Regions from separate parts of the Gossypium hirsutum genome. Here region 2 is linked to region 1. A link is a contact called in public Hi-C data. All regions are on one chromosome and are shown on one strand. The core of a region is the stretch at or near the end of the contact, and the rest is flanking DNA. Distances in the headings are between cores, read along the strand shown. Region 1 holds the start of LOC107894137. Region 2 overlaps LOC107894941.

Evidence for each region. A called contact is a pair of places that touch in the nucleus more often than the background predicts.
Region 2: a Hi-C map of hypocotyl shows a contact between it and region 1, with 2.0 times the contacts expected there. The contact joins the enhancer-like site here to the promoter of LOC107894137 in region 1. A contact is called at or near these places in 2 of 34 Hi-C or Micro-C datasets (hypocotyl and leaf).

The regions. Positions count from the first base shown.
Region 1 is chrA13:11,245,525-11,252,852 of Gossypium_hirsutum_v2.1, forward strand. LOC107894137 reads right to left here and starts at 5,258. Exons shown (of 1, transcript XM_016819356.2): 1 at 4,692-5,258. The coding sequence starts at 5,258. The coding sequence ends at 4,692.
Region 2 is chrA13:11,446,134-11,453,299 of Gossypium_hirsutum_v2.1, forward strand. All of the region lies in intron 4 of LOC107894941, which reads left to right. Among protein-coding and RNA genes, the nearest start is that of LOC107894941, 7.3 kb to the left of the region's middle. Within about 2 kb of position 2,333, at least 1 of the 9 cell types and tissues checked has an H3K27ac peak or open chromatin away from gene starts, as enhancers often do. A contact at or near this core is called in hypocotyl, where this site is marked.

The DNA.
Region 1 (7,328 bases), core at 4,008-6,507:
TCTTGGGACCATAAATTCAATGTCAAGAAAATTATTTTATTATTATTTTGATGTATTAGCATGTTTTTAAGAGTACATGAAAATTTTGGTGAGCCAATTTTAGTGTTTGAAAGCCTAATTGGGAAAAAAGACTAAATCGCATAAAATGAAAAATTCCTAATTTGATAGCTAAAGGTGTTATTTTATTAGAGAATCAAAATTGGGGGATTTTAAAGGGCAATTAGACCCTTAAGAGAAAGCATAGCCGGCCATATAGTCAAAGAAGAGACAAAATTTTCAAATTTAGTGAGTTAGGTGGCTTATTTTTTACTAAAATAGAAATAAATAAAGAAATGATGATATCATCCCTTTTTCATCTTCTTTCTCTACCAAAAATTAGCCATTGAAGGGGGTTTAAAAGCTTAAAATTTTTAGCAACTTGAAGCACTCACGAGTAAGTGATTTCCACGTCCTTTATTGATGATTTTTGTACTTTCGAGACCCTTAAAGCATGAGCTTTCAAATGAGAGGTCTATTTTGCAAAATGGTTAATAGTCTAGGGTTTTTCCATGAGATCATCTAGGGTTTTTTCTAAAATTTTATGGAAGAATATGAGTCTTGGGTGTGACATAAACAACTTTTGTGAAATGTGTTAGCATGAAAACACCTAAAGGGACCATTTTGCATAAGTTGTAAAATAGAAGAAAATGTGTGAAATAGTGGGAATTTGGAGTTGCTATAAGAGTCAAAGAGGTTCGGCTAGTCTTGAGAAATAAATAAATTCGATAAAAATCAATTTTTGGGCCGAGGGGTAAAATGGCATTTTGTAAAAGTCTAGGGGCAAAATGGTCATTTAGCCCAATTGTGAATTTTTGAGTGCTTAGGTTGATAAAGTGACTTAATAAGTGCATTTTGTTATTATATATCAAGAAATACCGAGTCCGAACCTAGATCGGGGGAAAGCCAAGCAAACCGACTAAATCGGCTAGTCGCCACATTTTGTAATCCGATGTAAGTTGTATGTAAATAATACAACTACATTGTTAATTATATGTGCTTGAATTATTACAGTATAAATTGCTTGATAGTGAAATTGAGAATGTATAATGATAAATGAGATAGTGAAATTTTCGTTAGAACCTTAGGAAGTAAATCGAATATTCATGCCTTGACATTTGAGTCATTCGTGTGTGAGCTAGTGTAAGACATGTCTGGGACATGTATCAGCCGCATTATGAGAGCCAATGTAAGACCATGTCTGGGACATGCATCGGCATTGAGACAAGGGCTAGTGTAAGACATGTCTGGGACATGCAATGGCATCGAGACATAAGCTAGTGTAAGACATGTCTGGGACATGCATCGGCTACGAGATGATAATCAATGTAAGACCATGCCTGTGACATGGCATCAACTTGAGATATGAGCCAGTATAAGACCGTGTCTAGGACATGGCATCGGCACCTTACCCTATGCTTGAGGCTTATGTAATATCCGATAGTATTCCGAATGGTTCAACAGTGAAAGTTATGTTCTTAAGTTAATGAGGAAAGTATAACCATGTTGTGAGTGGTATAGGTACCTAATTGGTACGTATGAGATATGAGCTCAATATATAATATGTGACTTGTATGGATGGTAATGAGTAAGTTATGCTTATGCCTACTTGGTGTTATGAGCGTGTTGATTATTGATAAATTGTTGTTGTATACTTACTTATATGCAACTTACTAAGCTGTTATGCTTACTCCCTTCCCTTTTCATTTCCTTACAGTGCCGCCTAACTAGCTCAAGGATCACTAAAAGTCAGAGATATCGATCACACTATCAACTAAAGCATTCGGTATAGTTGGACTTATATTTTTGAATATGGCATGTATAGGACTTAGACTTTATTATTTTGTGTCATTAAGGTTTGGCCATATGTATTGGCTTAGGTTGGAAACCCTTCAATTTGTATTAAACTTTGAATGACAGCTAACATTCATTTTGAATTTACAAAATATGCATTATCATGGTTGAATGAATGTCTATTGTAGCTAATTTGGTTATAGGAATTATGCTTGTTTTGGTATTGGTTGGTATTTGTATAGAACTACATATGTAAGGGTGGCAATGAGACTTGGTAAATAGCCTTATATTGTCAACCCGGGTAGGCATACGGGCTTGTTTCTAGGCCGTGTGTGACACAAGGTAAATTATGCATGATGGAAGTATTCATGTTGATACTTGTGAATGTGAGTTTGGTATGAATTAATTTGGTAAATTATGCTACAGTAAATATGTTAAGTGTTGGTAATGAATGATATGATTTAGCCTTGTTTATGGATGTTTTGGTTGCTTAAACATGCCATGGATTATGCCATTGAACTTGTGTATGTGTAGGTGTAAAGGAGGGTGATAAATGGCTTGGTAAATAGCCTTTATTTTGTCCACACGGGTAGACACACGGGCGTATGTCTAAGCCGTGTGTGACATACGGTCTGCCCCATGGGCATGTGTTCTGGTCGTGTGTCCCCTACACCTTAATTTTGAAAAGCAGAATGCTCAGGATTGAGCACACGGATAGAGACACGGGCGTGTGTCTCAGCCGTGTGAGGGACACGGTCTTAAGCACGATTGTGTGTCCCGACTGTGTGAAGTCTGCACCTATTTTATGAAAATTAAATTAATCACACGGTCTAGTACACAGGCGTGTGACTTGGCTGTGTGACATCAATTTGTTCATGCATTACAAAACAGAGAGTTACACAGGTTAAGGACACGGGCGTGTGTGACCACACGGCCTGCCCACACGGGTGTGTGACCCCTGTTCATAGCAAAAATTTTCTAAGTTTTGTAAAATTTTCTTAAGTGTTCGGTTTAGTCCCAAATCACTTCAAAAGTATGTTTCAAGCCTCGTAGGCTCATATTAGGGACTTAGTGATTGAATGCGAATGGTTTTAATTTGGATGAAAATTTATGACCCGAAATTGTATGTTTGCTTGCTTTGTAAGTCCGGTAATGCCTCGTATCCTGTTTTGGCATTGAATACGGGTAAGGGGTGTTACATAACCCCTGTTTGTAAAATTTCCTATTTTTTTATTTTTATTCCGATTTGATCCCTGATTGATATCGGGTTGGTTTTAAGCTTTCTAAGCTCGATATAAACCCAAAATTGATTTAATTGCATATTGTACTTAATTATATATGAATATATTGATATTGAATTGATATTTGAACTATGAAATGTAATCAAATGTACTGAATTTGTTTGTAGCACCTTATAACCCGGGTCCAGCGATCGGACTAGGTATGGGGTGTTATATACGGCATGCAGAGCTTTCTTTAGCTAAATTTTCTTCTTTAGAGCGACTGAAGAATAAGATACTTTAAAGTGAAATTTTGGTAAATAGAATTGAGATAATTTTGTCTCCCCCTATATATATCTACACCTTTAGCAGGATTTTCATTGATTGTCTCTACAATTCATCATTAATAATTTTGTCTCCCACTTTAGAACCAGTCAGTTCCATCGTAACTGAATCAAGATTAAGATCCAACTTATCGTAATTTGATCACTCAAATTTTTTAATCCCCCAATTGATTCAATAGAGATACTCAAGTGTTACATTCACAAATAGAAGATCTTTCATCTTATTTGGCCAAAGTTAATAATTTGTGTCATTCAGCATAATCATCTTACTAGTGTTAATTTCCATGATTACTGAACATGAGAACCAACTTAGCTCTTGACACCAATTTTTTGGGACGAAACCAAACCCGATAAAATACTACAGAAGCAGAATTAGTATTCTTTCACTCCTGAAAAATGAATTTGATAATTATAGTAAACCCAATAACACAATATATCAATAATTGATGCAAACAAACCATAGTATCACAAGAAAAAATAATAAATCGAGACACGTAATTTTTATGTGAAAAACCCCTTAAGTAAAGGGTAAAAACCACATAACTTTAAAAGTCTAAAAAGAATTTCATTATAATCAAAGTCTTACTACAACATTACAAACAAACCATAATAAAAACTATACAACTCAAATAAAACTATCAATAAATAATCCTAAGCAATCTTTTAAAAAAATTTTGATAATATCATCTAAAAAGGACGGAATTTGAAAGCCAAAAACCCAAAACTACACCCAAAACGAAAATTGAAGTACACAAACCCCAAAAGGAAGGTTGATATTTATTAAAGAAAAATATTTTCCCTCACATTTTTTTGTTTTTCTTTTCTGACTTGCAACACACTTTTTTGTTTTAGCAACCTTATACGAAAGGCACACGTAGAAGTGGGCTCCCACATAGTGGGACCACACACAGCACAACGCCCTTATCAAAGTCGAGAATCTATTATTAGTATCTGATTCAGGTCTGAGGGAAACTAAAATTGTATTCCTCATCCACCATTTTTATTCTTCTTTTCATTTTCTACTCATGAAAAAAGGGAAACCACTTCAATTTGTTACTAAGCTATGGAGCGAAAACATCATTCATTCCATTAAAACGTATCTTTTCATTTCAAATTTCTAATCCTGATTGTACATTTAACTTCTTTTAATCAAATACTAAAAAATACTGAGACAAACCCAAAAAGATTTAATGAATTTACAGATCGGCTATGCCTTGTCTTCCTTTGAAACCCCCCAACTATGTTTGGTTTCGTTAGGTTTAATTTTGCCTTTTTCCTTTGTTTTTAGGTTGAATTTTTATTCCGCCGACAGAGTTTCCGGCCGCCACAACAATGCAGAAAACTCAGACGAATCGTAATAGACATCGGGATATTCGAACAATCCGCCATACGTCACATGGCCACCCCCGTAGTTATCTCCGATTCCGAACCCGAACAAGTCAAAGTTAGGGATCTGATCCCCAAATTCCAATAACTCACCGGTTCCTGACGAGTCAGTGTCGAGTCTCAGCAACTCAGTAACCTCGCTCCTTATTTCGTCACTTGAAGTTGTGGTAGCCATAGGAGGAGGTAAACCAAGATCATCATCGGAAGCCTCCAAAAGGTAAACAAGATCCGGTTGAGGTTCGCTGGAATCTGATTTCGGATTCAACAGCGGCTCCTTTGCATTTGAAGTTGATGACGCTGCCAATATCTCCTCTTCGAAACTCTTAATAACCAATGCGAGGTCTTGGTTAACAGGCAAAGAATCAGAGTCCTCAAGGAGATCTAATAAATCGTCTCTGAGTCTCTTCACCATAGGTGAGTCTAGGTCAGACTCGGCCGAGTCACCTCTAACTCGCTTCTTGCTGTTTGAATCTTCCATGCCGTGGGTATGAATTTTACTTTATATTATTTTCGTAGAGAGTATTTGAAAGAAGAGTCGCGAATGAGCGAACTCGAGGTGAGGTGAGGGGAGAAGGGGGACACTATTATATACAATGAGACCGAAGTAGAGACAGAAAAGAGAGAGCGTGAGTAATGATGGAGATGCAGGCGCGTTGGAGGAGAATATTCTTAGGTCATAATGGAGTTTCTTTTATTGTTTTTCTTAGTAATTTTTTGGGTTCCTTAATAAAGGCGGTCGTCTAGAACGGTTTCCAAAATGGAAATTTTGGGGATTTGAATGCCGTGGTCAGAAGGGACCCACCAGTAGCCCAGTCAATCACAATATCAACCCTCGGGTTTGGTTTTGCCGCCTTGTTTCTTCTCCATTTCGTTTTTGCATAATTATTTTTTTAGCTTTCCAAATTTATATTTTAGTTTTTTAATTTAATTTTTCTGTCTTTTTTTAGATGTTATATTTTTTTTGAGTAAACGGACTGGATATTTATTAAAGCATAAAAACAGACCAAAAAAAAACATTAAATTAGTTCTCAAAAATCACTGGAATTAATCCTAAAAGAGAAATAATCAAAACTAAATGTAAAGAGTAGGCGGCCAACAATGTAATAACAGAAAAAGGCCTAGAAAACAAAAAACAAAAAATAAAGAAAAAGGAAACCTAATTCCTAATCCAGTCAACATCAACAGTTGGACTCCATAAATTTGTTGCCTCTTCACATCTCTGTCCCAGCAGTTCAAACCACAATAGTTTCCAAAATTTTTTTTTCTTCTGCAATCTATTTTCTTTGTAGTTCTTCCATGAAACCGCCTCAATCTAGGTGTCTCGGTCATCTTTCTTCCAGTGCACGACAGACGTAATCCGGTACAGCTCCCACAAGTACTTTCCCTCTCCATTTTTCAACACTTCGTGCACAAGATTATGGGCACATTCATTTTCTGATCTATGAACTAGAAATCAATTTCTTCAAAATGGACCTTTTTGCTTTGAATATCTCTAATAACTGTTCTTGAATCCCCCATAATTTCTAATGAATTAAATCCCATTGAGATTCTTAATTGAACAACTTGCAAACCTGCATGTGCTTCTGCCGCAAACGGAGATGAGATTGCGCTATGTATGACTATCTTCGAGGCTAAAATCTTGCCCATCAAGCCCCGAACCACCAGTCTTGAAGCCAATTTGGAAGATCGTCTGTCAAAGGCTGTATCAAAATAAATTGTCACCCTCATATTTCCTTCAAGTTGTCTGTGCCCTCTATCAACACTTAAGGTAAGTGGCTTCTCCTCCAGACCATTTAACTCTACCATATGACTTTGGATTCGTTTCGAAAAATCCCTTTTCGCCATGATTTTTCCTTCATGTATTAACTGATTTCTTGAAATCTAGATTAACCATAATGCACAACAAAAGAGTCGACATTGTTTACTAGTACCTATATTGAATACCCAAATAAGCCACTCCCAAATACTTTGAATCATATTATTAAAAATCCAAAAAAGATTTAAGTTCTGCCATACCTCTATTGTTGTAGGGCAGTGTCGAAAAATGTGATTGCTGTCCTCTTCCGAACTGCGACACCGGGGACAAGAAACATTCACTAACACTCTTTTATGCCTGAAATTTATTAGAGTAGGAATATAGTTCCAAGAGATTTTCTATATAGTAATTGTAATTTTTGAAGGAAGATGTAAATTCCATAGTTTCTTGTAAAAATCCTTAATCTCGGTTTGTATTAAATTATCACTAAGACCCAAATTAGTTTATTGTAATAGTTTATGACGCTTTTGACTGAGAATTCGCCAGAAGGTTCTCCTCTCCAAACTTGGAAATCGTCTTGTGCTGCTTTCACCAAATGAATTTGCAAAATTTTCTGTGGAATGTCCGCATGAAAGGTATTAGCGATTAAGTCAGCCTTCCAAGTTTTATTTCTAGCATCAATTAGATCCGAAACTAACTTGAGTTCTTCATTATTGCTAATGTTGCTTAATCTATTTGCATCGACTTCCGGTATCCACAGATCATCCCAAACAGATATTTGAACCCCCTACC
Region 2 (7,166 bases), core at 1,083-3,582, 200 kb after region 1:
AATAGAGTTCGCAATTCCTCTATCAAGGCGTTCTCGAATATTATTGAGATTTGTGCGACCTATTTCCCATGTAAACCACTGACCACTGTAACCAATATCAGTAAGAGCACAGTCCTCCATCACTTCCCGAAAATGACCCATTTGCCTTTCTCTTCTAGGGAGACCTCCTTTCTTCTCCATTGAGTATACAATTTTATTAAAATCCCCTAAAAGAATCCAAGGAATTTTTGGAAAATCATTCAAAGTGCGTAAAAAATCCCAAGATACTTTACGCATTATCTCCACCGGAGCACCGTAAAACCCCGTACATCTCCAAGTTTGCCCATCCAAATCTTCCTCAATCATGACATCTATGTGTCTTCTTGAAAAAGACCGAAGAGTAATCTTACAATCACTATTCAACCCCAAAGATAAGCCCCCGCTACTACCATACGAATCCAGATTAATTCTATTAGAAAAACCACACTTACGCCTAACTTTTTCCATCCTACTTCCCTTCAGCTTTGTTTCAATTAAAAAACTACCGTGGGATTTATGTCTCTCAACATGTGTCAGAGACGATTAACAGTTTGAGGTCTCCCCAAACCTCGAACATTCCAGCTTAAGAGTTTCATGACTCTCGGCTGGCCTGCTTAGTAAGGCCTGCCACTCGTGTATTATTTTGTACCTGCAAAGAAGTACCAAAAGTTTTATTTGAATCCTCGTATCCAGAAACTCGTGAAACAGTAGCATGTACTCAGGGACGTTTAAGACCCTCACTGAACATTATTGGATTGCTGTCTTCCTTATGGGTCACCATTTCCTCATCGAAATCCATATTGGTCTGGGCCTGTTCCCCATTTTTAATGGGCCTAAAGTAACAGTTGACTTTCCTTTATCTTCAGTAGCAACAAAAACAGGAACTTTTGGGATTGAACCCCAATTCCCACCTTTATTAATGTAATTTGAAGATAGAATCCCTTCATTTCTCCTTTCCCCTGTTAACATTGTATTACCAAAATTAGGAGATTTCCTTCCATCGTCTTCCACAAGCCATTTGCTTTTCCATGACTGACTCCTTCTTGATTGAGCACATAGAGAAATATCCCAATTACGTACATATTCTGTCTGTGATTGTGTAACTCGTACCGGACAAAAGCTTTCCCCATGTCCCAATCTGCCACATAGAAAACAGAATAAGGTCAACTTTTCGTACTCAAAACGGACAAATACTGAATCGCCATTCTTCAACACAATCCTCTTTTTTCTCTTCAGCGGCTTCCGAACATCTATTTTCACCCTGATTCTTATTATACGTTTATGCCCCAGTTGAATAGCAGTAGTATCGTATTCACAAAAAACCCCAATAAAATTCCCCAACAGTGCGCCACAGAATCTGCCATTAACCCAAGAGGAAGATCATATATAAGTACCTAAAAATCCACCCAATTTAGCTGAACAACTAAAGGATCCTCTCTTGGTTTCAATCGATAAAGAATAAGAAGGTGAGAATTAAAGTTCCATGGTCCAGACTTCATAACCCTTTTAGCATCCACTTCATAATAAAAACAAAATAAATAGCGTTCCCTTCCCAGATTTGAAATTGAAACACCCCCTACAGGATGCCAAACACTCGCCAAAGTCGATCATTGCTTGGAAATGCACAACACTAGAAGTAAGAAAAACTCCAACTAGACAATTTTCATACGAGATCTCTTGATTAGGCTCTTCCACCTCCAACTGAAGGGTCTCGTCCTCTTCATCATCCAATGAAAGCCCAGCAATTGAGTCCTCCATTATCTTTCTACACGAAAATAGTAGACAACCCCCAACAGCAAAAATAAAACAGGAACAATTCTAGAAAAACAGAAAGCGTGTCAAAAGATAGAGAGAAAGCGTGTCAAAAGACAAAGGAATGTAAATAGATGAAGGTTTTTTCTATGTTTCAAGGACTTGCTTACAAAAGTAGATCTTACACATTTGAATGATGATAATCATTGTATTGAAAATTAATAAATGAAAAAATAACAAAATAAATGTTAACCCCAAAATCTTACATTACAACTAACAATATAAAAATTCATGGACTAAATGCCCCTTCAAAGATATACACTTGCTTTTTTTGAAGAAAATATATATTTACTATAATAATTAAATTTATTTATGTTTACCGATTTAACGACTAATAAAAAAAATTAATGATTAAATTTGTATCACTTATCAAATCAAGCTCTTAGTAAACATAAACTATGAAATTCGATTTTCACCTATTATTTTTGGGTTAATGCTGAGCCAGCTCGCATCCCTGTCTCTTCGCTCACCTCGTACTAAACATAAAACGGCAGTCCTTAAATAGACCCAAAAAGAAAAAAGAAATAAAGAAAAAAAACTGGGCCTACTCTTCATATATAAATGATTTTGGATTTTAAGCCTTAAGGCCGATATAAATTGTTACGCTCCAAGTAAAATTATGGGCTATGTGGTTTTCATGTTGCGGAGCTAAAGGAATGAAATACTTCTGATCCATTTTTCCACTCATTGAGATAAATAAATGAAATGACCCTGGAATCTATCGCTATAGTTAAGTTGCTAATGTTGGCCAACATCATATTACAACTCACAATCCTCAACACCATTATGTTAAAAAGTATTCGAAGCATTCGATTATCCCTATCACATCTCCATTCAGAAATTGAATATATATGCATCGTGGGTTTCTCCAATTTTTGCTTCAATTCTTTTTTTCAAATAATGATTTTCATTTTATTTGCTTTTAAACGATTTTATTTTTGAAATTTTATTTGCTTTATAAACAATGAAAATCATTGAATTCACTTTTTAGATTTTTGTTTAGTTACGTCTGGACAAATTTACTAATAATTACGTTCAAAAGCTTGGTTACATAGTTCGAAAATTTCTTGCATTTGCAGGGACTTATTCAAAGAGTAATCCACTATAAAAGAACAAATAATGCAATTCAAGCTCAAAATACTCACCAAACTGCAATCTCACTCCTATACTTCATCTAGATCACTCTCTTCATTAAGTCTTTATCTTTGCACATTTCCCCCTTATTTTTTGTTTTTTATAATCTTTAGATTTTTTTTATTTCCAAAAGAACAGGTATTTTATTTCTTTTGACTTTTTCGTGTATGAACTGATTATGGCAATTTGAGAAAGAATGTATAAAATGGGCTCTTATGAAGGGGGCGAAGCCAGAATTATTGATAGAGGGTTGGGCTTACTTTGAATAAGTTATTTTTAAATTCAAGATAATAATTACAAAAATTTAAATAAAAAATAAATTAAATACTTAATTTATATTAGATATTATAATTATTTAACTTTATTTTTACCTAATTAATATTTAGATACCATTTATGTAACACCCTTTACCCGATTCAGTCACTGAACCCGAGCTATAGGATGCTACGAACAAATACCAAACAATCACATGCAATTTATAATTCAAAATCTCAATAAAAAATCATTACATCAAATATGATCAAGTGTAACATGTAATTCAATCAATTTCGAGTTTATATCGAGTTTAAGAAAGCTTAAAACCAACTTGGTATCATACAGGGATAAATTTGAAGTAAAAATAAAAAGATGGGAAAAATCTGCAAACTGAGGTCACACGGTTGTGTCCTCTGACAGTGTGGAAATGCTAAGGCCATGTGGGATGGGACTAGAGCTGATCATGGGCCGGGCGGCCCGACCCGACCCGAAAGCCCGCCCAAAAAATGGGAGGGTTTGGGTAAAAATATAGGCCCGAAAAACGGGCTTGGGCAAAAAAACGAGACCCATTTAGAAAACGGGCTGGGCCTCGGGTAAGAGCTTTTTGGCCCGGGCCCAGCCCGGCCCGGCCCGAATTATATATTAATATATATATTTTTTATTTTTTAAAATTATTTTAAATTTTTAATATAACTATTTTTATTATATTGTTAATTTGTGTATTATTTTAAGAATTATTTTAGTATTCTTTTTATTTGTTTTAATTTTTTTTATGTTTTTAAATATATTTGATTTATTATATTTTTAAATTTTTTTATTTAATAAAATAAGAAAAAAATTTTAATATGGGCCGGGCCGGGCCGGGCTTAGTAATTTTATTTCGGGCCGGGCTTGGACAAAATTTTAGGCCCATATTTCAGGCCGGGCCAGGCCCGGGCCCTAGTAGACGGGCCTAAAATTTTATCTTGGCCCGGCCCGAATCCGGCCCGGCCCGGCCCATGATCACCTCTAGATGGGACACATGATCGTGTAAGCAAGCCATGCAACAAATTGATATCGTGTGGGGTTGGAGTCACACAGTTGTGCAAACAGTCGTGTACACTTACCAAGGTCGTGTGGGTTAAAAGTGTAAATAATAAAAAAGATGTCACATGGCCAATGCCGTTGGACCATGTAACAGATTGTGGCTGTATGCACCAAAAATCATCCAAATCCTACAGGCCACACAGTCGTGTCTGGTATCGTGTAAGGCACACGGTCGTGTGCCAGGTCGTGTGCCAGGCCATATGTACCTAAAAAATACCTTTTGATACAAGTGTTCAACCTTAAATCACTTAGGCCTCAAGTAACCATTAAATCATGTTTCAACCAATTCAAAAGCATCAAAATCATACCAAAATATCACTTATAACAACCAACCTAAGTGCCTAACCAATATGCCAGAATTTGGCACCTCAATCAACAATTCAAAACTGACCAAAAGATCATATTCATATCAATTCAATAAACCTTCCATGACACTTCAATTACCAACTAGTAATGCATCAAATAGTCATCCAAGCAATCTCATGATTTATGCATCAAGTCTACCAAAACATTTCAAGCATACATAAGCTTATAAATTACCTTATACACCTATTCCTTGGTAGATCATCATATCACCATCTAAGCAAGCAAATATACAAGGCAAACTACTCATCAGGATGCCATTTTCATGATCATTGCCATGACACACATATATACATAAACATATACATAATTTCTCAAAATGCTACAAGAATCCAAAAATAAAACATTAAATGCCCAAATGACACCTTAGTACATGCCATGACCAAAATTTAAAACATCACCAATGATTGAGTCTAAGATTGCCACTAGATGTTGAGTCGATGATCAAATCGTAAAGTACCTAACCTACGCATGGAAAACAAACCGTACACTAAGTATAACTTAGTGGTATTTCTATAATCCAAACAATTAAGCATAACAAAAATTATTTTAGTAGCATAAGTTAAAAATAAATGTTGATATGCTATCAACATGCCATGATCATTTATTACATTCTTGAAACAAACTAATACAATTTACCAATATGAAAACATGATAAACACTTCACAAATCCTTGATTTTTCAAGTCATATGATAGCACAACCTATTACCATTTTCAAATTCATGAAGTCAATGAACTTATATGTCATTGTTTCAATATTTTCCACAAATACTTTTCTTTTCTAACTATTTGCCATCCCAATAACAATTCACATCTCTTATAGAATATTCATTCACTTGAATTTGTAAACTTACTCAACATCACCATTTTCATTATAAACATTTTAGTTTTATAATTTATTCCCCCTATTAACACAATTCGAGCTCAAACGGATACACCGATCCAACAAACACAATAATTTGGCACCCAGTGCCTCATGGGATAAACCTGAAGTAAATAGTTGCGTCCAACGCTAACCAGTAAGTTTGACACCCAGTGCCTCATCGACTCGTAATTGAAGTAACCATGAACTCTTCCTATCCTATAGCATGCCAATTATATCTGATTCTACTCGAACAGTTAATAGGGTATTCATTACATATTTTATTATCAACCAATACATCAATTCACATCAATTTACATTGTATACATTTATCCCACACATGGAAATGACCTGACATCACTTGTAGTAGTTATTTTAGGTCATCTTTGCACTTAACGAGTTTGTTTTCTACGAACTTCATAATTAATTACTATATTTTCAGTATTATTAGGTTAGGATTAAAAGTTAATAAATATAAGTGTTTTTAACACATTTTTTAGTGTTGATGACCTATTAGGCTGACATGGTCTTAGGTAGGTTTAATTTGGGTATTTAAGTGTGTAGGAGGCTTAATTTTAGAGCCAACTGACGTAAGAACTTGGGGCAAGTGATGCACAAGCTTACCGGGCTGTGAAAGCATGAGAAAAATGTTCAAAGCCACAAAATGCCTTGTGTGGCACGACATGCAATATGTGTGGCATGACACTCAAGGTTTTTGTTGCAATAGGAAGCCTTATGTTGAGCCACATCAACCTGTATTGAGCCAAAAAACCTGAATGTGGGCTACAAGAAAGGATGATGTCGGCAATTATATTTTGGTAGATTTCCAGAGATTTTATTTCTTACTTGCACCCAAAGTATCGGGAGCATATCGAGGGTATATCGGGCACATATTTATCCTATAAATAAGAGACTTATGTACACAAATTAGGGCATCAATCCATCAACCTATTCATCAAGCACTTCTTCAATTCTTTAGTTTTAGTTTTCTTTTGTTCTTCCATAGTCGGAAGATCTTGCTCCAATGTGAAGACATTTGTGAGCGAAGATTGCTCTAGATCCACACTTCAATATAATTATTCATGAGCATTCTTTTATCTCTTCTCTTCTATTCTTTTATTTATCTTTCTTTAATCTAGACAATTAATGTTTGTATGAATAATTGAATAGGTTATTATGCCTTATTCATATTTTGCATGTTTCATTTATTGAACTAATTAATTAATCAAGTCGATTAATTAACAAAAGAATAAGAGTTCATAATAGGATTAGTTGATATAAATTATATGTTCTTAAATTATTAGGTTTATAACCCTAATAAGTAATCATAAGGGAGACAAATCGGGAGATAAGTCAAACCAAGTAAATCATAATTATCCTGGCAGAGAAAGTGAGGTCAAGAGATAAACAAGTATCCACTGATTAATTAATTAATAAAACCCAAGAGGTAATACTAGTTAATTAATAGCTAATTCATATTGAAGCCCAAATTCTAAATTAGTTAATCTTTTGTTTATTAATTAGAGATTTAATTTATCATAGGCTAGAGGTTGGTAGTTTTTCTTTGACGGCGATATGGATCTCTCAACTCCGAAAAAAACTTCACTTTTAAATTTTTTTTATTTTAAATTTTAT